Regions from separate parts of the Mus musculus genome. Here regions 1, 2 and 4 are each linked to region 3. A link is a contact called in public promoter capture Hi-C data. All regions are on one chromosome and are shown on one strand. The core of a region is the stretch at or near the end of the contact, and the rest is flanking DNA. Distances in the headings are between cores, read along the strand shown.

What was found. Promoter capture Hi-C pulls out the DNA fragments that hold promoters and counts their contacts.
Region 1: a promoter capture Hi-C map of liver shows a contact between it and region 3, with 2.1 times the contacts expected there. The contact joins the promoter of Ptprf here to the promoter of Tmem53 in region 3. A contact is called at or near these places in 2 of 39 promoter capture datasets (liver and pre-B cells).
Region 2: a contact with region 3 is called in a promoter capture Hi-C map of pre-B cells, with 4 times the contacts expected there. The contact joins the promoter of D4Ertd617e here to the promoter of Tmem53 in region 3. A contact is called at or near these places in 2 of 39 promoter capture datasets (hippocampal neurons and pre-B cells).
Region 4: a contact with region 3 is called in a promoter capture Hi-C map of liver, with 2.8 times the contacts expected there. The contact joins the promoter of Mob3c here to the promoter of Tmem53 in region 3. A contact is called at or near these places in 2 of 39 promoter capture datasets (liver and pre-B cells).

What each region holds. Positions count from the first base shown.
Region 1 is chr4:118,289,113-118,294,505 of GRCm38.p6, forward strand. It overlaps Ptprf (protein tyrosine phosphatase, receptor type, F), which reads right to left and starts at 2,285. Exons shown (of 33, transcript NM_011213.2): 1 at 2,068-2,285.
Region 2 is chr4:118,624,202-118,629,721 of GRCm38.p6, forward strand. It overlaps D4Ertd617e (DNA segment, Chr 4, ERATO Doi 617, expressed), which reads left to right and starts at 2,203. Exons shown (of 3, transcript NR_029469.1): 1 at 2,203-2,805. Ebna1bp2 (EBNA1 binding protein 2) reads left to right here. Exons shown (of 9, transcript NM_026932.4): 7 at 1-27; 8 at 1,322-1,484; 9 at 1,619-3,575. The coding sequence ends at 1,669.
Region 3 is chr4:117,248,764-117,254,837 of GRCm38.p6, forward strand. It overlaps Tmem53 (transmembrane protein 53), which reads left to right and starts at 3,188. Exons shown (of 3, transcript NM_026837.3): 1 at 3,188-3,371. The coding sequence starts at 3,311. It overlaps Armh1 (armadillo-like helical domain containing 1), which reads right to left and starts at 3,154. Exons shown (of 13, transcript NM_001145637.1): 1 at 2,990-3,154.
Region 4 is chr4:115,824,197-115,829,827 of GRCm38.p6, forward strand. Mob3c (MOB kinase activator 3C) reads left to right here and starts at 3,884. Exons shown (of 4, transcript NM_175308.5): 1 at 3,884-4,045.

The DNA.
Region 1 (5,393 bases), core at 1,035-3,534, 1.0 Mb after region 3:
ACAAGGCAAGGTTTCCAGCCAGCCTAGCCTTGCTGCAGTTCACCTCACCCCACCCCCAGCAAACTGCTTCTCTGGCACCCAGAACTAAAGTCCTCTTCCCATAGCCCTAAACACATGGGCCTGGACAGAGGGAAGGGGATGCGGCTGCGAGAAGAGAAGGATCCTATTAAAACTGTCCCCATTAGAGGAAGGGAAGAGGACCATGGTGACTCAAGGGAAACAAAACCATGAAGGAACTGTATTAGAAAGTGCAAGAAAGCATGTGTGCAGCAAGGCCTGAGGCTGAGTGTGCAGGGCGCACGCACAGACAGGTGTGCCCTGTGTGCAAGCACAGCGGGTTTCTGCAGGAGGGCTCCTCCTTCCAGGGACTGTGAAGTGCACTGGCAGAATGGAGGGTGAGCTGAGACCCAGAAGGCAGGTGGGAAGGTGGGGCCTATGGGGTATGTGGCCTGAGCCCTAGCTGAGAGTGAAGGCTTGTTCTTAAAGAGTCGTTGGAGCCCTAGGCATATCCACATAATCTGTAAAAACAGGGATTTTCACGCTCCCTGAAGCAAGAGTTAAAACGGAGCCAAAACAGAATACCCCCCCCCTGCCCGGCCCCCGATTTCCTGTCAGACCTCTCCCCTGGATCCTATCAGGTTCCTGGTACCTCCCAGAGGATCCCAGACTGGGCCCTTCATCCAGGAACTACCACTGACTGTCCTTCCTTCCCCAGGCCTACCAACCAGAAAATACTTCCCCGTATTCCCAGGCCAGAGCCAGCACCGGGTCACTCAGGATGCCACCCTGGGCCCTTCAGCAGCACAAGTGGAGTCTTCCTCAACAACAGCCCTTGGTTATCCAGCATCCCCAGGCCGGCCCTGGCTGCTCTCAGGGTGGTCCTCCCTCCCATTCCACAGCTACTGGCAGGTAGAGCTCCCACCCCACCTGCTCCAACTCAGGGGCCCTGCAGAGGGAGGGGGAGAAATGGGGAGAAGGGCTAGCCCCTCCCCCTCCCGGGGTAAGAAGAACCAGAGGGGCCGCATTCCGGAGACGTGGGGGAGGGGGCCTGACAGAGGGGGATTCAGAGACACCAAGCAGAGAGACACCTAAGGAGGGAGCTACAGAGACATGGAGGCACAGAGGCCCGGGGAGAGGGAACAGGGAGACCCGGGGAGAAGGAACACGGAGACTCGGGGAGAGGGAACATGGAAACCTGGGAGAGGGAACAGGGAGACCTGAAGAAAGGGAACACGGAGACCTGGGGAAAGAGGACAGGAAGACCAGGGAGAAAGAACCCGATACTCGGGGAGAGAAACAGAGACTGGAAAGGGAGAGAAACCCACGGCTGGACAAGCTGAGACCGCAGGGAGGAAGATCGGGAGGCAGTGAGCGACACAGGGAGCCGGAGACACCTAGGGAAACCGAGAAAGGCGCCGAGACGAAAACCCGGGCGCAGAGACTGGGGACCAGGCACACCCGAACGGGACGGGACGGGGCGGGACGCCGGGAGGCGACTGAGTGAACTTTCGGAGCGGGTCCGAGCGCACCCGTCCTCCCGGGACGAGCCGCTCTGGGGCCTCGAGGGCGCCGCTCGAGGTGGGGGTTGGGACCGCCCGGCCGGCCCCTCCCCGGGCCGCGCTCCGTACGGAGACCAGGGAAGGGGGGCTCGCAACTCACGCCCCGCTCGTCCCGGGGCCGCACGTGCGCCCGGTTGCCCGCGAGACCCGGCGTCGGCTGCGGCTCTTCCGCCGGCGGGGAGGGGGCGCCGTGGGACGGGGGAGGCGGCCTGGACCCGCCCGGGGCCGGCGGGGGAGGCTGAAGGCCGCCCCCGGAGCGCGACCGCGGCGGATGGGGAACCGGGCGCCCACCGGCGCGGGGAAACTTTGCACGGGGGGTGCGGGCTGCGGCTCAGGTGCGGCGGGGGCTCGGACGAGATCGCGGGCGCGGCAGGTGGGGGCGCGGCCCGGCCTCCGGGCGCCCCCGGGCCCGCCCCCGGCTCAGCTCCACGGACGCGGGGGCAGGGTGGGGATGGCGCGGAAGGGCCGCGCATCGAGGGGCCCGAAGGGGGCTCGGGGGGTCACTCACCGCCTCTCCGGGGGCCGTCGGTCTGCATGTCCCCCCTCGAGCCGCTGAGGCCGCCGTTCTCAGTCCGCCGCTGCCGCCGCCGTCGCCCGCTCCCGCCACCGCCACCTCCACCGCCGCCCGAGCAGGAGCCGGAGCCGGAGCCGGAGCTGGAGCCGGAGCCGCCGCCTCTGCCGCCGCCGCCGCCACCGCTCCCGCGCCAGCTCCAGCCGCGCGCGCCCGCCCGCCCGCGCCCGCGTCCCTGCCCCTGCCGTGCGCGTCCCCGGCGCCGCCCCTCCCCTCGTGCACTCTCGCTTGTAGAGGAGTGGAGCTGTAGGCCCAACGAGGCTGCAGACCAACCCCAAGTCTAAACCGCCTGGAACATCAAAATTGAGCTTAAACCTCAGGAACGAGCGTGGATAGAACCAAACTTAGACACAAAAGTCCAGACCCTCCCAAATCCTCACATGTACGTAATACTTCTCTAGGGTCCCCTGCCGCCAATCCAACCCAGAACCACCTTTAAACCTAATGTTGAGTCCAGACCCTAAAATTTGCCTAGCAATCAGAAAAAGTAGTAATTTTTTTTTTAACTGAACGCCTATAGTGTATGGACTCCAATTACAGATTCGAACACTAAATGGCTTCATTTCTTCTACCTGGCCTAAGTTTGATATTGATAGCAGCCCCAACCCTTGGTCTGAATGGAGTCCGGTATAGATATTGAGACCCTTATACAGAAGAAAATACTATGCTAAGGCAGCTGCCTCACACCGGAGCCCAGTGCTTTCATGTGTTCTAGTCTCTGCTTTATTTCTATCCCAGACAAGAACATTTCCCTGCTGGGATTCTTGATTTTTAAAGAAGATTTTTATTTATATATGTATTTGTGTGTGTACGCCAGTGTGTGTGTGTGCTTGTATATGCATATTCACCGTGTGGTGTTACAGGAGGGTGTGAGGAACCCAGTGTGGGTGCCGGGAACCAGACCCAAGTCCTCTGCTCTTGATTGCTGAACACTCCAACGCTGAAACTCTCAATTCCAATAGAAAAATTGGAACTGGGTCACCAGAGGAGTTGGGGAACACACCCTAATACAGACACTGATCTCAATACCTCTCCCATCTTGGTGATCTTTTAGTATAATAATCTGATCCAACTCTAATAATTGTGCAACCTGAGATGGGACTGGCTTTACAGAAACTCCACACGGACCTTTATCTCTACACCGCTCTTCCCCTGTGCTCTGATCTGAGGTCAACCCCACCCAGAGGCTAACCAATATCCCAACATCTACACTAATTCTAGCAGATATGAATGATCCCCGGTCTCAAGATCTGTTCAGTATACGCCTTAGCATTGAATTCCAGACTCCTTGTCCACAGCCACACCACCCTGAAACCATCCACTTGCATTTGAACTTCACTGACCTCATGTCAAATTCAAATGCACGTGCCACCGTGTCCAGTGTGTGCAGTGCTAGGGACTAAACCAATAACCTGCTTGAAGATTTATATTCCAAGCTGTGATTATAGGGACTTGGTGATCTCCAAACAAGAGCCAGCCTTGGCATCAAAGCCTTCAGGCTCCTCACGTGAAACTATCACTTAGAAAGTCATCAAGGTCACGCCAGCCATTTTCTGTTCCCAATCCCACACCACGAGGCTTCACCATTAAGACAAGAGGTGAGACCCTTCTGGCCTCTACAGCCTGGATCAGGTGAGATCCTTTGTGAAGGCTCTGGTCTCTGCATAGCATCTCTCCGATTTTTCTGAGAATTTAAAATCAGATGAGAAATAAAAACAAGATCTGGGGACTATTGAGGCTCCTGGGTTCTCAATGGTTACCTGCTAGGTTTAGGGATCTGGGTTGAGGATCAAGTTCAGGGGAACACCTAAATCACAGGGCAGCTTTTGTCTTGGAGCTGCATTCACAAGCAGTACGCGTGCGCCCCCTGGTGTACGATAAGGCAATAGGCCTGGCTTCCGAGAATCTGGGCACTTCGGCCCAGATGACAAATAGATCAAAATGAATACTCCTAAGGCAGTGGTTTTTCACCCACGGGTAATTTTGTTGTGCTGTGGGAGAGCTGCTGCAATTTTTTTTTATCCATCTTTAAATATATTTTGTCTGTTTTTCAGAACTCTGACTGTTTAGTTCCCCAGTTTAAAAACATATAATTTTCGACCTCCTTTTCGCTGACTTCTGGAAACAGCTCTTTCCCCTGGCTTTACCGGCCTAGCCTGCCCTCCATGACCACGGGTTCTCCAATTACTTGGCCGCGTCGTCTCTTCATTTCCACGGCTCAATACTAGGTCTTTCCTTCTCCTGCCTCTTTCCACCCCTTGGCCCCCGTGTGAGCTCCAGCTCCTTGGACTAAGCCCCTTCTCTATGCTATGTCTCAGCTGTCCCTCAGATAAATAGAATTCCTGTCTCAGGTCTATCCCCATTCATCTCAGGCAAGAAACTCAGTCACTGGACCAGAAATATAGATCTCCTGCCCAATTGGTCGTCAGTCCTGCAAACTTCGTGAAGGAGACAGAGACACAGATGGGATGAGGAGAGACTGGTTAATTCTGACCTCCACATTAGCCCAACCAAAGCCAAACTCAATTTTTAAATGTTCTTGTACATAGTTATATGATAACTCACCCTTCAACTTACTGAACCTGGAGAGAGTTCATACTTGCTGAGGGACATTGGCTTCTTCCAGAAAGCCACACTTGGGCTGGGTTCGTGAGTTACGTCCCCTTGAGTTGTCACCACATCTACATCTTTGTGTTTCCCTCATCTAAGACTCTAAGGACAGGAGGGATGTGTCTGCTTCATCCACTGCCTTGTTCCAGTGGCCAACAAGGGCGCCAACACTCAGCAGGTGACTGGAATGTATTTATTAAAACAGTGAAGGGCTGGAGAGAGGGCTCAGCGGTTAAGAGCACTGACTGCTCTTTCAGGGGTCCTGAGTTCAATTCCCAGCAACCACATGGTGGCTCACAACCAACTATAATGGAATCCGATGCCCTCTTCTGGTGTGTCTGAAGATAGCTACAAGGTACTCATATACATTTAATTAATTAATTTAAAAAAACAGTGAAGATATTTTTCCCTTCTGTTCACAAGGAGCCACCAGATGTGAATGACCAGGTCAAGAAAGTTTCCCTCACCAGGGCTTAGGCAGTCACCCTGCAATCTTCGGTGGTCTTGGCATTTATGAATAGAGAAGCCCACCTGTCTTTTCTGCTCACCACCCTGAATGTCAGTAATGTGAGGTTTATTTGGTGGTCCTGTACCTCTGCCCAGTTTAGTGGCTGTGATACTCACAGGTAGGAGGGCTGAAGCCCCGCCCCACC
Region 2 (5,520 bases), core at 953-3,452, 1.4 Mb after region 3:
AGGTAAAGGCCAGCAGATGAGTAAAGGGTAAGTAAGGGTCTCGGTTTGGATTTGTCTTCTGATGCGCCAGTCTTGTGATGGCCAACAGTCAGTCCGGCGAGGGAACTTCCCAGAGCAGGCCTCTAGTATCGGCTACTGCTGCTCAAGGGTCAGAGACTTTGATACTGTGGGGTTGGGTCCCTGGCTATAGCAGTGTTTGAAGGTGGAAATTGGTACTTGGATCATTTGAGGTGAGTGTCAAATGACTGTTCTACTCCATGACCCCCAGAGTGATGGTGGGGAGTCAGCCAGAGAAGTCAGAGGTAGTTCCAGCCACCACTCGGATGGAGGCTTTGAGCACCTCCCTTGTGACTGCTTCATTCACTGTGAGGCAGTGCTCTGTGCCTCAGTGCCGTGGAGACAGATGGAGCTGGCAGCTCACCGCTCCTCTTTTCAGAACTCTCTCTGCATAGGTGGACACAGACCTAAGGGAGGCACACTTAAAGCCCTGGCACAGTCTGGGGATGGCATTGTGGTGAGCCATCCCACCTGAGCCTAGCGTGAAGGACATGGACATCTGGGCAGGGAAGTGGGAGAGAAGCCTTTAGAGAAGGAAGACCTTGGATGAGCAGAGACACAGAGGTGTGAGGCCAGGACTTAGAGAACCTTCATCCTGTTGGCATTAGGGAGACAACAGTGGTTTGACTCAGTTATGGGCAGGTCATGTTCCGGTTTTGAGAAGGTAACAGAGTTGTATGTGTAAAGAAAAGGTAGGTAGGGAAGTGGAGGTCTAGTCTGTCTCCACTTGCACAGCAGCCCCGGTGAGCAAGGGTGATGCATCACAAGTGCCATGCGCTGGAAAACCAGGTGAGGGTGATTACGATGCAACGCGCAGGGCATGCGAGGCCTGTGCTGGGCCAATGGCAGGAGGCACCAATTACAAGTTGGCATTTCTAAGGAACTGGAGCCAGTCTAAGAGGGGAGGTGACATGGTTTGGCTAGACAGAATTTGAGAAGTTTCTGAAACTTGTTACATTTGAATGCTAACTGTGGTTTTGTCCATGAGAGGAATAGAGACACTTAGGGCTAAACTAGCTGATTGCATTACAATGGATGCCAGTGGAAGCAGGGAGCTGGTGGTGTTTATAGATCCTTTCTTCCTTTTCTTTGTTTGTTTTCCTTCTCATATGTCGTGAACAGATGAGTTTGCCTGGGTGGTTTGTAGAGTAAAAATATAAGCCAAGGAGAGCCTTAAGGACTGCAGAGATGAACCTGTGGCTGTCACCCAGCTATAAGGCTCATGGGGTTTACAGTGTACTGTCTGTGGGGCCACCTTTTTCAGGCCTAATGCCAAACGAAGATACAAAAATCAGAAGTTTGGTTTTGGTGGAAAGAAGAAAGGCTCCAAATGGAACACGAAAGAGAGCTACGACGATGTCTCCAGCTTCCGAGCCAAGGTGGCTCACGGCAAGGGCTCCAGGAGGCCTGGGAAGAAAGGGGCAAATGTAAGTGAGGGGTCCAAGTTGGGGCCTGATTAGTATCTTCTCAACCCCCTTTCTACTCCCCTTGACTCCTCACCCTGGCACAGAAGGCCAAGTGCTGTGTGTGACAACATATGGTTTTTGTTTTGTTTGTGCAGAAGAGACCCGGAAAACGAGCAAGACAGAAACTGAAGAGTAAAGCCCGCTGAGTAGCATCATCTTCTATAAAGAACCCAGGAGAAGGGGGGTGTACAGCACACTCAGTGTTTGTCCTGCTTTTTGTAGAAAATTATTTTAATAAATTAAACTTATGGAAGAAAGATACTCTTGGGTTAAAACCAGATACTTTTTAAAAGATGGAGAAGTTTGCACATTAAAGAGTATTGCTGCTGTTGGGCTGTTGTGGTGCACACCTGTAATCCCAGCACTTGGGAGGCAGAGGCAGGAGATCTCTGTTGAGTTCAAGGCCAGCTTGGTCTACAGAGGGAGTTTGGGACAGCCAGGGCCACAGAGAGATGCCCTTTCTTGGAAAAAACAAACCCAAAATCCAAACCAAAAGAATCTTAGTGTTTGTTGGCCATGCCTCTCTTTTGGTAGCTGCAGGGCGGGCCTCCACCTTACCGTTTCTTCGTCTCCCAGATGCCCTTTTACATTAGTCCCCCGGGAGGACTGGCTGTGGCAGGTTCCTGTGAGAGCCCGGGTCTGCCATAAACTGTTACATGGTCTCTGTTTTAGGCCATCTAGATTGGTCCCTTACTTCCTGTGCCTGGTATTTTCCTTTCTTATTTTATGCCTTTTGTTGTGTTCCATTTTTAAGATCTTTTAAAGAAAGGAAACAGGAAAAATTTCCACCTCCTATTCTGAAAGCGACTTTAATTTGACTGGTATGAATTGTGGCTTAAGATGCGAGGGCTACAGGCAGGGTCCTGCTGCCTCCCTTGGCCATGAGGACCGTGGGGCTTCTCATTCCCGTCCTTCCCTCCTAAGCTTTTCTGACAGTGGAAGCCTATGTATGGTGCTCTGCTTTCTGGGCTGGTATTTATTCTTTGATTAGGCTATTTAGAAAGATTCAGGTTTTAAAAAATATATTGTTTTTCAAGACAGGGTTTCTTGGTTTAGCCCTGGCTGTCCTGGAACTCACTTTGTAGACCGGGTGTCCTCAAACACAACAGACATTGCCTGCCCCTGCCTCTGCCTCCGGAGTGTTGGGATTAAAGCTGTGTGCCACTTTATGTGACAGATTCAGGCTTTTATCTGCCTAGTAACCCCTCTCTGCCATTTTATCATCTCAGGAACTTGTGCTTTCCCACAGTTACAGTGTCCTGATGTTTCCTGGATGGGAATGGTAAGTTTTGAGAATATTTTCTTCTGTTCCCTTCATCCTGTTTGAACTGTTTTCTTCCTTGGACATTTGGCTCCAAATTACATTTTGTTTTGAGACATTCTCAAACTGTAGCCCAAGCTGGCCTCAAACTGCTCCCCCTCCCTCTGCCTCCTAGTGCTGGGATTGTAGGCTTGCTGGCATCCCCATTCAGATGCAGCACTTTAGTGTTAATGGCTATAGTGTATATGTGTACAGTGTTGATGGTGATCAGTCAAGGTAATGGGCGTTTGTATCTCGTTCTCACTGCCGGTGCCCAGAGCTTCCTGCTTCTAAAAGGGCAGATGGCTGTGTATTAGGCAGACCTGCCTCTGTGCTGTAGACACTCAGTTTTTATGGCTCTCTCTACCCTGTCTCCCTTTCTCACGTTAAACACTGCCCACTTCACAATTAAGGTATAACCCTATATTCTATATCCTTAAGCAGTCCCTCATTTGGGATTTATTCTGCTGGGGTTTTGTAGTAATATACCTGTGATGGTTTGCATATTCTTGGCCCTGGGAGTGGCACTATTAGGTGTGGCCTTGTTGGAGGAAGTGTGTCACTGGGGGTGGGCAATGAGACCCTCCTCCTAACCAGATGGGAGCCAGTCTTCTAGCAGCCTTCAGATGAAGATGTAGAACTCTCAGCGGTGCAATGCTTGCCTGGACTCTCATGCTCCACCTTGATGATAAAGGACTGAATCTCTGAACCTGTCATCCAGCCCCAATGAAATAAATGTTGTGCTTATAAGAGGTTGGTCATGATGTCTGTTCACAGCAATGCAAACCCTAAAACACTACTTTGTTGCTCTATCAAAATACCTGAGTTGAAGTACTTCATAAAGAAGGGTTATTTACCTCAGCTTTGGTCAGTTTAGGTCCAGAATGGTAGTGCCTTCAGACGAGAGCAGCGGTGGCATGATGATGGTAGGTCTTACAGCAAGCAGAGGTTGTGGGGCCAGCCTTGTTTAACTTGCTTTTGTAGGAACAAAATTTGTGACACAGGTACCAACTCCACCAATGTCAATGCTCCTGGGACCTAATACCTGCCCCTAGGACTCATCTCTTAAAGGACCCCCTCATCTCATCACTTAAAGGATTGTGTACCTTCAGCATGTGAGCCCCTGGGGGGCAGATGGGGTCTGGATACAGGGGCAGCTTTCCGTAATGTCTGCTGAGCCTTGCTGGTTGGGTTGGAGATGCTGAGGTGCTTATGAGAGACTGCAGGTGTGCTGTGTGGCCCCTCTGGGTCCTGCTGCTAAATGGGGTAGTAACCAGCTTGTCTCTGCTCTCCTCTTTGCTCCTGAAATCATGCTTTGTTTTTAAGAAAGTTGAAAATAAGAACCACATGTATTACTAAGAAGATTTTCATGTTTTCTTATGGCATGCGGGTGCACACATGAGACAGTTGTGGTTTTATATGCTAGTGAATTTCTAGAAGCAAATAGTTTTGATCTCATTTCGGCTAAGTTCTGGTGGCACTGTTGTGTTTTCAGAAGACCTGATATTAACAGTTGACAGCACTCTGGGGTGTAGTGTAACCTCATCAGCCCAGTGGGAGCTGCAGAAGTAGAAGCTTTGAGTTCTGTGTGGAACATATTGAGATTAGGAAAACAGCTTGCCATGCTGAGTTATGAATACCACACCCTTTTATACAAGACTTAGAAGTGTCTTTCGCCCGTTTTCCTGGAGCAAAGGCATACGAGCAGAATCCATTGTTTCTTTTGTAGGACTTCTATCATGTCGTCTTATTATTCCGTCCCTGAAAATGAATTGACCAGTATGCACAAGTAGTATCTGTATTGCTTGAGGTAAAAATGTTGTCTTACTTTGAAAGTGAGGTTGTTCTTAAGGCTGCGTGCATGGACTTTTCAGAGTCCATGCATGGCTGTCATTGTGCCTGTCACTCATTTTTAAAAAACTCATGGATAGCACAGTGTAGTTCTCTTGCCTTCTTGTCCCCAGGCATAAACCCACATATAATTTAAGTCATTATGAGAAGTGACTGGCAAATACAAATGTGTGCACAGAAATGAAATGCTAGGACAAGCAAGCAGTGGTGTTACTATGGAAATAGCTGACATTGGGGTGTCATTACTAGATGTTCTAGACACGGGACATACACTCATACTCGGTAAAGGAAAACTTAGTCACGTGAACACAGGGATGTTCCCAAAGAAGTGACATTAGCAACAGACTTCAATGAAACCTTCAGAGACTTCATGACGTGGAAAACACAAATGGTTAAGATGTTGGGTGAGAATCTAGACATGGGCTATAGAAAGGCAACTTGCCGTGGCAGAGGAAAGAAACGGGCCAGTTAGATGACTCAGTGGTTAAAGGTGCTTGCTGCCAAACCTAATGTCTTTTGAGTTCAATCCCAGGGATCCACATGGTGGAAGGGCAGAACTTACTCTTCCAAGTTGACCTCTAACTTTCACATTTATGGGCACACAGGTGCACAATACAAAGTGTAATGTTGAAAAAACGATGCTTCATGGTAGAGCACCTACTTACTGCATACTAGGTCCTGGGTTCCGTCCAAACACAAAAAAGCTTACTCAATGTCACAGTGATGTGGTAAGACAGGTGAACATTGGAATCATAGTGTGCTGTTTTACATTACAGCCTACTAAGTGCACACTGATTTTACAAATTTTCTTCTGCATTGTCAACCATTAATGACAGCTATACTTTG
Region 3 (6,074 bases), core at 1,938-4,437:
CATTGGACTTAGTTAGCTCCATTACACTGCCTGGTGCTCCTTTCCTTCTCCAGTTGGACATTTTGTATTTTTCTTTTCCTTTTAAAAAAAATTTCTAATTTAAGCCGGGCGTGGTGGCTCACGCCTTTAATCCCAGCACTGAGGAGGCAGAGGCAGGCGGATTTCTGAGTTCGAGGCCAGCCTGGTCTACAAAGTGAGTTCCAGGACAGCCAGGGCTACACAGAGAAACCCTGTCTTGAAAAACCAAAAAAAAAAAAAAATTCTAATTTATTTCAAAGATTTATTAATTGATTATATGTAAGTACACTGTAGAAGTCTTCAGACACTTTTTCTTCTCGCTCCAGTCCCAATTGCTCGCTGTAGCTGTCTTCAGACACCCCAGAAGAGGGCATCAGATCTCATTATGGATGGTTGTGAGCCACCATGTGGTTGCTGGGATTTGAACTCATGACCTCTGAAAGAGCTGTCAGTGCTCTTAACCCGCTGAGCCATCTCTCCAGCCCTATTCTGTATTTTTCTTGCTCAGTTTGCTCCCTTTCATTATAGATATAGTGTGACACGAGGCTGCCTTGAAATCTCCTCAGCCAATGCCATTAATCCAAAACTCTTCAGTTTAGCCTTAGGCAATTTTTTTTTGGGGGGGGGCGGACAAGGGCAGAAAGCAGCTACATTCTCTGCCAAAACATCACAAGAATGATCTCTAGGCCACACATAATATTCTCCTCTGAAACCTCTTGAATTTGGCCAGCATGATCTTCATTGCTCTCAGCACCAGTCTTCCAAACTCCTACTAGTGTGGTCCATTAAGGGTAGCTTAAAATATTCAACTGTTTTCCTAATCCAAAGTCCCAAAGTTCACACTGCACCCATAAGCAGCACAGTCAGGTCTCACCCAGCAAGACTCTGCCTCTTGGTACCAATTTCTGTCTTAGTCAATGTTCTATTGCTGTGAGGAGACACCATAACCATGGCAACTTTTATAAAGGAAATAATTTAATTGGGGCTGGCTTGCACTTTCAGAGGTCTAGTTCATTATCAGCATGGCGGGAACATGGTGGTATACAGTGAGGCATGGTGCTGGGAGGAGCTGAGAGTTTGACATCCAGACCCCACCACACTGGGTATCTTTATCTCTCTCCACCTTTTTACTCTTTTAAAAAAATATTATTTATGGTTATGGGGATGGAGAGATGGTTCAGCAGTTAAGAGCACTGACTGCTCTTCCAGAGGTCCTGAGTTCAACTCCCAGCAACCACATGGTGGCTCACAACCATCTGTAATGGGATCTGGTGCCCTCTTCTGGTGTGTCTGAAGAGAGTGACAGCGTACTCACATACATGAAATAAATAAATCTGTAAAAAGCATCACTGTTGTTACTGTGTGGATGATGTATTTGTGAGAGAGGGTATATGTATGGCACAGGACAAGCGCCGAGGGTCAAAGGTTAATGGTGTGGAGTTGGCTTTGTCCTCCCTCCTTTCTGTGACTTCACAGAGGGAGTGCAGGTCACCAGGCTTGCTCAGCAAGCACCTTTAGTCACTGAGCCATCTCACCATCACTTGTCATTTTTTTTTTTTTTTTTGAGGGATTTTCCACTGAATCTGGATCTTGCTGATTTGGCCAAAGTGACTGGCCAGCAAGTCTCTGGGATATGCCTGATTCTGCCTCCTCGGTTCTGGGAAAGCTGTGTGCCCCCCCACACCCCCCCCGCAGCTTTTTAAAAAAAGATTTATTTATTTATCATATCTAAGCGCACTGTAGCTGTCTTCAGACACCTCAGAAGAGGGCATCAGATCTCATTACAGATGGTTGTGAGCCACCATGTGGTTGCTGGGATTTGAATTCAGGACCTTCAAAAGAGCAGTCAGTGCTCTTAACCACTGAGTAATCTCTCCAGCCCCCCCCCCCCGCCCCCGAAGCCTTTATGTGTGTCCTGGGGGTCTAAGTTGGTTCCTCACACTAGCTCAGCCATCTCCCCAGTTACTCCTCAGCAGTGTAAAGTGAGAGTCCCCACGGTTGGGGGCCATATGCTTTCACATACCCAATTCCCCTGTGATTTTATCTTTTATCTCTTTGCTGGATCTCTCTCATCTGAACAAAAGCCTGTACCTCCTAGCGGTTGCCAGCGAATGACAAAATAACTTGCCTTGCAAGTGTTCCATCCCCCCTCTTTCTTTTAAGACAAGTCTCATGTAGCATAGGCTAGCCTGGAACTTGTTATGTAGCTGAGGATGGCTTGAAGCATTTAGACTCCTGGCTGGGATTCCAGGGACATACCACTATGCTGTCACCTCCCACTCACTCTCAAGCCACTGACTCTTTTGTTCACTGGAATGGCACTTGCAAAGGTTGCTAACAACTTCTTTGTAAATCCAGTGCCATCTTTGAGGTTTTATTTACCGTATTAATCATCAGCCCTCAATACTTTCCTCCTGGTTTCTGTCTCCTACACACCATACCCACTCATTCCCATCACCCAAATAGCTTCTTTTTCTGTTTATGTATGTATGCATGTATGTGTTTATTTATTTATTTTGGACAGGGTGTCTCTGTGTAGCCCTGGCTGTCCTGGAGATAGATCAGGATGGTCTCAAACTCACAGAGTTCAACTCCTCACAGCTGGAATTAAATGCATGCGCCATTATGCCCAGCTCAGAAAATATTTACTAAATGTAAGAAAGCTGTACTCCTGTACTCGTCTAAACTACTTGGACTCACACATGAAAGGCCATGTCTTATTACCCGAAGACCCCTTTCCAGTCAGGCAACCAGTCTCAACCCACAGGTTTAGAAGGACCCGTTGGCACGCGCCGCCTAACACTGTTTTGTTCGTTTTTTCTGCCTCCAGCCTGGGAACTGCTGCTGGCGATGGAGGTAGATGTAGTTAGAGGTGCAAGTTCAAGTTTTCTACCAAGTACCAGAAGACAAAGTTCTGAGATGCCCTCTGCAGACCCGTAATACTTCATTCAACTCTCCCACCGACTCTTACCTTCACAGGAGGGTGCGGTCGCTCCGAGAGCGCTGCCCCACTGACCAATACTTGATCCAAGATCAAGAGAGTCAGCCAATTGCTGGGGCCCAAAGACAGTAGGGGCGGGGCGCGGTTGCTAGGGCCGGGCTAGTGGGTGCCGCCCGAGGCGCGAAGCGACTCCCTGGTTGCTAGGCAGGGAGGTCACAGAGTGCGGCTCGGGGATTGGACAGCGCTGGGCGTGGGCGGGGAGGGGCGTGGCCCGGCGGCGTCCCGGCCCCGCCGAGGTGAAACTGCGGGAGTTCCGGCGGGAGGCCTGTGCTGAAGACCCGCACCTTCACCATGGCCTCGGCCGAGCTGGATTACAGCATCGAGATCCCGGATCAGCCCTGCTGGAGCCAGAGTATGGAGGGGGATTGGGAAGGTGACCTAACAGCGATGCCCCGCCCACCCTGCGGCCCGCCCTCCCTCGGCCCGCCCCCTTCGGGGGTCCCGCAGGGCTGGCTAGAGCTTGCGGGGCGCTCCCAGCCCCGCCCCCCGTGCCCCGCCCCCAGTCGACTGAGGGTCTTTCTGTTCCACAACAGGTTCTCAAGGTTCTGCTTCCCTTTGTAGCTGGAGGCCCTTCAAGGTTCATTCTAATTCTTTTGTTTTGGATTCTCGCTCCTCATTTGCAAGTGTGACTAGGCCCATCCTTCATTTTTGCAGAGGTTTGGATTCCTGGGGGAGCCTCTGGTCCTCAGAAAAGCCAAGGGACTCAGCAAGCCTAGTCCTGCCCTTCTCAGCTCACCCTGGCAGTGGTTAACAGAATGGTCGGTTAGGCCGGGTGGAATTCTGTTGAAATCCTATCCCTTTAGTAATTGGATGACCTTCGGCAAACTTTCAACTTTGAATTTTAGTTTTCCTGGAGCAAAGCTGAGGAAAAATTGCTGGTTGCACAACTGAGATTATTTGTGTAAAGGACTTGGCATGAATCCTGATGGAAGTAAGCTTAGTAGTTGGCATTTAAACTTAACGTGTGTGTGTGTGTGTGTGTGTGTGTGTGTTTAACCCTCCTAAGGCCATATCATTAAAAAAAGATGTGTGGGAGGCCTCCTAAGATTAGTAGCTTGTAAAGTAGTGTAAGTTGTTGGACCAGAGAATGGAAGGTTGTCCCTTTTGGAAACTGGGGCAGAGGAGGCTTGGAGTACAGGTCGGCCAATGCTGCTCTTTGGTGTTTCCAGTCCACTGCCCCGCACTTGTCCAGCTCATCATAAAGTTTAGCTAGGGGGTGCTTCCTTCAAAAGCCTCCCCAGAGCCAGGTGGTGGTGGCGCACACCTTTAATCCCAGCACTTGGGAGACAGAAGCAGGCGGTTTTCTGAGTTCGAGGCCAGCATGGTCTACAGAGTGAGTTCCAGTACAGCCAGGACTACACAGAGAAACCCTGTCTCAAAAAACCAAAAAACCAAAACCAAAAACAAAAAAAGTCTCCCCAGGCCTCCCTTCCTATGCCCTCCTGTCCCACTGTGTGTTTCTTGCTTGGAATCTATCTAGGATGGGGCAGGGGCCTCTCATCTCCTAAAGCACGAAGGAAGGACTGCCACTATCTGTTTCTCCCTAGAGGTGGATCGTTGGGCTTATAGATGTGAAAGGACTTTTGAAGAATTTTTGACAATAGCATTAGATGAAGTCAGTTACTATTTCTGTCTTGGCAGAACCATCAGCTGCAAAGGGCTGGTTCTCCATTCTGCAAGGCCAGGAGGGTAGGGACTCTCTCTCTCCCCACGTGGGTAGAGACAGTCTTATTTATTTAGGCAGGACTGGGGGATTGAACGCAGGGCCTCATGCGTGCTAAGGCAAGTGCTTTACCACTGTGTCATACTCAGCCCGCATTAACTTTGATTGCATATTTATTTATTTGTGTGTGTGCATGCACACCGTAGTGTATGTGCACAGGTCAGAGGACAGTTGGTAGCAGTTGGTTCTCTTTTCCTTCTGGGTGGGCTGGAGCGCTAGCTCAGGTCCTGTGCTTTGTCAGTAAGTGCTTCTCCCTGCTGAGCCGACTCACCAGCTCAGCCTTCCTTTTATGACAGTTGTCTTGACTGGCCTTGAACTTACTCTGTAGCCCAAACGAGCTTGAAATTGCCAATATCCTCTAATCTTTCCCAGTAGCTAACGTTCCAGGCCTGTTGTAGAAATTGTTAGAAAGCACTTCCTATTGAGCCACATTAGCCTCACATCCCTTCTGCTCAGTTCAGCTTTTGCTGTGTCCCTGCCTTGGGCTAGTTATTGGCACCTCAAGCGTTTCATGTTCAGATGCCATGCAGAGAGCTGTGGTTTTCTGGAGGGAGGGAATGTAGAAGCAGATGGTTTTGCAATGATGTGGATACTATCTAGAAAGTGAGCCTTCTTCCTCTCGAAGGGACAGCGTTCCTGCTTCCTCAAACCTTTCCTCCAAGAGGAAGTTCCTCCAGGGCTCACGGTTGTTTCCACTGCTTCCCTCTCATGGTGCATGCTCCAGACTTAAGCCAGAGGTGATGGAATGTTTCCTTAACCCTAACCCTAACCCTGACCCCAGGTGCACTGTGGGCTCTGAAACCTCTGGCTTCTCCTCTGCAGAGAGCTCCTCTACAGGTTTGCCTGGCTACACAGAATGACTTTCCTGGAAGGCTGGGGGCAGAGACTGCCCTTCCTCTGTGGTTAGTGTTTACTGAGGAAGTGTGTAGGACTGTCAGTCATATTTCGGTTTGGGAACTGCCTCCCTCCCAATAGGAAGTCAAAGCCACAGAGTCAAGCTCTGCACTGAATTGGCAGCAAGGTGAGCAGCCAGTGGAGCGGTGGGCTGCAGTAATTTGGAGCCCTGGGCTTTGTGGGTCAGGCTGGGCAGACTGTCTTCCCACACCCCACTGACCCTGCAGAATTCATAGAGAATCTCACAGCAGGAATCTCATCCTCTGATTTGGCCGTCACACAGGCGACTTGAGGGGGTTCAGGCTTTATTGCGGGCCTTCCTTTTGTCTGTTACTGGCAAGGGTTAAGTAATGTAGCCCTATCATTACGCCCAGGAAGTTATTGCTGGCACCAGGGAGCAGTGCTGGGTCCCCACCATCGTGAGGGGCCTGTGTTGAA
Region 4 (5,631 bases), core at 2,634-5,133, 1.4 Mb before region 3:
GGGAAGGGCAGAAGCTGATTTAGAAACTGCAGTGAATGAAGACAGGGTTGGCCCTACAGGGCTCTAATAGATGCCAGATGCTTGGTAAAGTGAAGTAGGGGTGTGGTGGCTCACTTCAGGAAGAAGATTGGGGCCTTTCCTGGCATGGGAGGGACTGGGAGTCCCCAGGAAGAGGTCACTCTTTATCTGGGTACTGGCCTAGCAGGATGTGGCTGAGAGCTAGTTCTGATAAGCACTTGGAGAACACTTGGTGTGGCTACAAGATGCTTTGGTGGTACAAATGAGAAAACGGAGTCCCAAAGAGGGGATAGGGCTTTCCCAGGACACCAGAGGGTGTAGTGGGGGGAGTAAGGGTAGGAGTCCAGATCTCCTGAACAAACCAGTGTGGTCACTTGGGGCTTCCATCATGGAGGTAGGTGCCTGTGCTGTGCAATAGAAGAGGCCACACTAGATCCTTTTTGGCTCCCACCAACCTGAAGAGATGGGCCCTGTTGGAGCCCTCTGGAGCCACTTTACCATATTTAGGGCACTGTGAGAGGGAACAGTGACTCACCAGTATAGATGTACAGTGAGTACTGGACAGTTCCAGTATACCACCAAAGACGGTGAGCCTAATCCAAGGTCACACAATAGATACACAGTACAGCAGGAACTTGTCTGCATGCTCTGGGTCTTCTTAGCCTCAGACGGGCCTCCTGAAAGAATACAGCCCAGACTGAGAGTGGCAGAAAGGGGTATGGGCATTAAGAAACCCACACCATCTCTCTCTGCTGCCCCAACTCCAACTCTTCCTATCACCTGCCCTACAGACATCCAGGAGTCTGCACATGACCCTGGAACTTCAAAAATTCCTTCAGAATGGATCTCCAACATAGCCCACAGAGAGTCTCTTCATTCTTCACTAAATTCCTGCCTTTTCTATAAAACCTAGCTCAGAGGCACAGAAAATGACCATGTGCAAAGCCACAGAGGAAGTTGTATCAAATTCCAAAGAATCTCATAGACCAAGATCTCTGACCACAAGGCAATGTAAAGAGCAGTGAACAAGAAAAACATAACTCTTCCTAGGATGAGAAACTAAAGTCTCACTTCTAAATCATCCAAGAGTTAGGGAGAAGCAATTACAAATGGCATTTGTAAAATATTTAGCACAAAATGATAAGAGGAGCTTGAGCAGTTTCTAAGTCATTTCCTCTGTGACATCATCCCTTACCCAACACTGTCCTCCCAGCTCCGCATCTAGGGGGCTGATCTCTGGGCTGTGGCAACAGGTTCCCTTGTCCTTGGCTCTTAATGGGACTTAGCTACGGGGAACTTGGCCAGAGAAGAGAGGGAAATGAGACCCTTATTGACCAGTAGTTTTTCTCTTGACTGCTATGATCTGGGTATGGTCTCCACCTTAGGCCACAGAGCTAGCTATAGCCTTCTCATATCTCCTATTCCCAGTGTACCTCAGCTTAGGGTTGCTGACAGCTATCTGCAGTCCTTGCTATCTCATTGGTGGTATAGTCTGTACATGGCTTCCCTACAACTAGTTACATCTATATGCAGTGCCACTGTTAAAGTCTCCTCAAAACAGGGTGCTCTGGGTTGCCTGTGAATATCCCCACCCTTGCCTAGCATTGGACCATCAGTGCATTATGTACCCCACTTCTATCTCTGAACGACTAAGCTCTGACATGGTTACCTGCATATGTTGTGTTGCAGCTGCTGATCTGTCAGCACCTGAAATCAGTGACTGATTCATCATCTTAATCTCAGCACACTGTCACACTCAACAAAAATGCTCTGATAATTATATCAAATTGACAGTATGTCAAATGTGAATTCCATCAACATGTAAAAGTTTATAAGAAATTTTATGCTGGAGAAGAAATAAGTCCTTACGGGGCTGGAGAGAGGGCTTAGTGGTTAAGGGCACTGACTGTTCTTCCACAGGTCCTGAGTTCAATTCCCAGTACCCACATGGTGGCTCACAACCATCTATAAAGGGATCTGATGCCCTCTTCTGGCTTGCATGTATGTGTACATGCAACAGAGCACTCATACATAAATAAATTTAAAAGAAAGGAAGAGAGAAAGAGAGGAAGATAGAGAGAAGCCCCTAGTCAAAGATGAGTCCTCAGTTCTAACCTAAAATTCTTTTTTAAAGAGGATTTATTTACTTTATGTATATGAGTACACCATTGCTCTTTCCAAACACACCAGAAAAGGGTGTCAGATGGTTTTGAGCCACCATGTGGTTGCTGGGAATTGAACTCAGGACCTCTGGAAGAGCAGTCAGTGCTCTTAACGGCTGAGCCATCTATCCAACCCCTAACCTAAAATTCTTAAGGATCTAAGTGTGTTCTCATGTGGTTGAGAAAGCAGACCCAGAGCCAGGGAATCCAATGGAGCAGTTGTGTCTCAGTATAAAGCCTCAGGCTCCAATGTCTCCGCAGTCACTCCTTCTCGCTTTCATGTCCTCCGGGATGTCTTCGGCAGCCCAGCTGCCTGCCTTGGCCTTCTGTGGTACTTACTTTTTATGCTGTAACAAAATACTAAGGAAAAGCTTTTTGTTTTGGCTCACAGTTTGAGAGTGCAGTCCACCATGGTAGGGAAAGTATGTCAAGACAGGCTCTAAGCTGTGACAGCAAGAGTCTGGAACAGTGGTGAAGAAATGGAGGTGGATGGACACCTGTGCTCTATTGGCTCCCCCACCCTCACCCACCTTTCTGTTAGTTTAGTTCAGGATGGCAGGAGACACATTCAAGGAGAGCCAGTCCTCCTCAGTTAAACAACCCCTTGGGAATACACACTCCCAGAGAGGCGACTCCTTGGTAGTTCCGAAGCTAGTGAAGCTAACAATGAAGGTTAACCATAGCACTCACCTAGTAGAACTCTGTCTTCAACCTCCTCACCCTAGGCAGATCCTGCAGACAGGTTCCTGGGGCCAAGCCATGGTATGCATTGAGCACTGATGTGGGATAGCAGCCTGTTTCCAGGGGAGGAATCTAGGTAGAAGAGTGGGTAGTGTAGATCAAGTATGCAAAGGTTTGGAGCCAGATGGAACAGGCTGGGAGAGAAGCCATTCTAAAGAACAACAGAGACAAAGGAAGATAGGAAATGGGTAACTTTGGATGGTGTGAGAGTCTACAGAACCAGAACCAGGTGCAAGGAAGGCGAGGTCTTCTTTGAACATTCTTTGGGAATGTTTCTGTCTGGACTGACCCAGTCCACGGCTCCCATACGTGTGCTATTCATTTAAGTGTTTGGTTGTTTTGGTTTGGTTTGGTTTGGTTTTGGTTTTGGTGTTTTGTTTTGTTTTGTTTTGTTTTGTTTTGTTTTGTTTTGTTTTTAAGAGAGAGAGAGACCATCTTACCACCTAGCCCTGGCTAGCCTGGCTGGCTAGCAGCCTGGAACTCAAAGATTTGCCTGCCTCTACCTCGCTAGTGTTGAAATTAAAGACATGCGCCATCCACCAGCAGCAGCCTCCAGTGGTGGGTTTTGAGTTGCTCTGTATGGCAGTGGACTGAAGCTGAACACATTGGCTGCTAGGAACTTTTATTGAATTCAAAGACAAGTGAAGCTCAGATAACTGCAGGAGGGCTAGGAAACCATTCAAACCACAGCGGTTTTTCTTTCTGCTTCAGGCGGAAGCTAAACTTGTTCCCATTCTACAGCCTATGAATCTGAGGCTATCTCCTTAGGGAAGATCCAGGCGGTCCTTTGGGGCGGCTCCTCAGTTAGTCCTTTGCCCTCGGGGAGACAGCGAGCCCGATCGGACTTCCCACTTCCCGGAAAGGCTAAAGAGAAGAGTAAGTATCCTGGGACGGGGGAGTCCCTTTCCCCGCCCCTCCCCGCCCCGTGGCCGCGGCGTGGCTGAGCCTGGGGCGGAGCTGGCGTCTCCTCGAGCACTGGCGGCGGGACGGCGGCCGCGGCCCAGATCAGACTGGTGGGTAGACGCTGAGACCCGCACGGCGGGATCACAGGCCGGAGGACGACCGGCGCGTTGCGGTGTGGCCGCAGGGACAGAGACCCGGAGCTGTCCACTCAGGCGGAGCGGGTGAGTGAGCGCCGCGTCTCCGCGCCCCCCAGGGCCCAGTCTTGCTTCCACTTTTAGTTCTTCTTGGTCCTCGCGTGGCACCTTCTGGAAGCGACTCCGGCCCAAAAGCAGGCTGGCCACAGTCCTCAGCCCAGGGTCCGAGGCTCTCAGTGTCCGAAGTCCGGGGTGGGGGTGGCGGTAGCTGGCGGTGGTGGGGGGCGTGTCTTCAGGAGCGGAAATGTCAGGCTGGCTCCTCTGGGTCCTAGGACCTGTTTGGCCCTAACAGCTGAAGCTAAGGGGAGGTTCTTAGGAGCTCGCGGGAGGTAGGGGCGGGTCTGGCTGGACAGCGCTGCGTCTGTCGCTCCCTCTTTCTCTGAGAATCTCAAACTTAGATCTTGTCCCGCAGGGCGTGCTAGGCTAGATTCTGAGTTCAAACTGGGACCATCTTCTGGCTGATTCTAAGCCAGACTAAGGAAGGAGCAGGTGTGTCCCTGGCAGGGGACGAGGTAAGACAAACAGGCAGTGTCAGTCAGCCTGTGCTCTTCATCTAGGAAGATTAAATGCTTGGTCACGGAGTAAGCAAACCACTGACCACCTACCTAGTAATTAAAGTGGGGGGTCCACAGGGAAGAGGAAGAGAGGCTCCGTGTGAGGCTGGGAGAGGATAGTGCTAACAGACGGGATGCCCTCTTAGCTTACCTTCCGTACTCACCTCCAAGTTTACTCTTTCTAGGAAAAGTCCTGGGGCCTAAAGTTCTATACTAAGGAGGTGGGGCCTCTCTACTCCCTTCCTTCACAATTATCTATATCAGGCCAGTGGCCAGACAGCAGGAAAGGGACACTTTGTACCTTGTCATAGGCTGAGTCCCTTTTTATACCAGTCCCCTACTTCTAACTTGCTGTGCAAATTCAGGCTCCTCAAATCCTCCTCCTAGGCCTCAGTTTCGCCATCTGTTCATGTGGGACGTACCACTTGACCTCTCAGCTATCCCAACGTGTGTGTGTATGTGTGTGTGTGTGTGTGTGTGTGTGTGTGTGTGTGTGGTGCTGTGGGTATATGAAGATGGGCATGCAGAGATGGAGGCCCAGAGCTGATATCAGTTCTTTCCCCCTCACTTTTCATTTATTGAGAGGCAAGATTTACTTTCAAAACTTAATTACATTTATTTATGTGTGTCCACACACTTGCTCATGCATGCACGTATGAGCTCGGGAACACACACATTTATGTGCGCATTACAGTGCACATGTGGAGGTCAGAGACAGTTTGTGGGAGTGCTCTCCTTCCACCATGTTGGTCCCAAGAATCAAACTCAGGCAAGTTTACCCACTGAGACATCTCCCCAGCCAACTCTAAGACTCTAGAGTCTAAGCTAAAGCCTAGCCACCAACTTAAGTCCTGACGGAGAGGGGTAGGAACAAGCAGTCAGAGAAGCCACACACAAGGTTGGGATCTGGAGGAAGCTGCCAAAGAAGGGATCATTCGGTCAGATAGAAAGAGAAAACAGAAACTGACCAGCAAAAGACACACAGGCAGGACAGTGAGGACATGTTTAGGGATCAAGAAGAATCCCAGGGTGGCTGCTGGAGGCCGGTGGGTCAGGAAA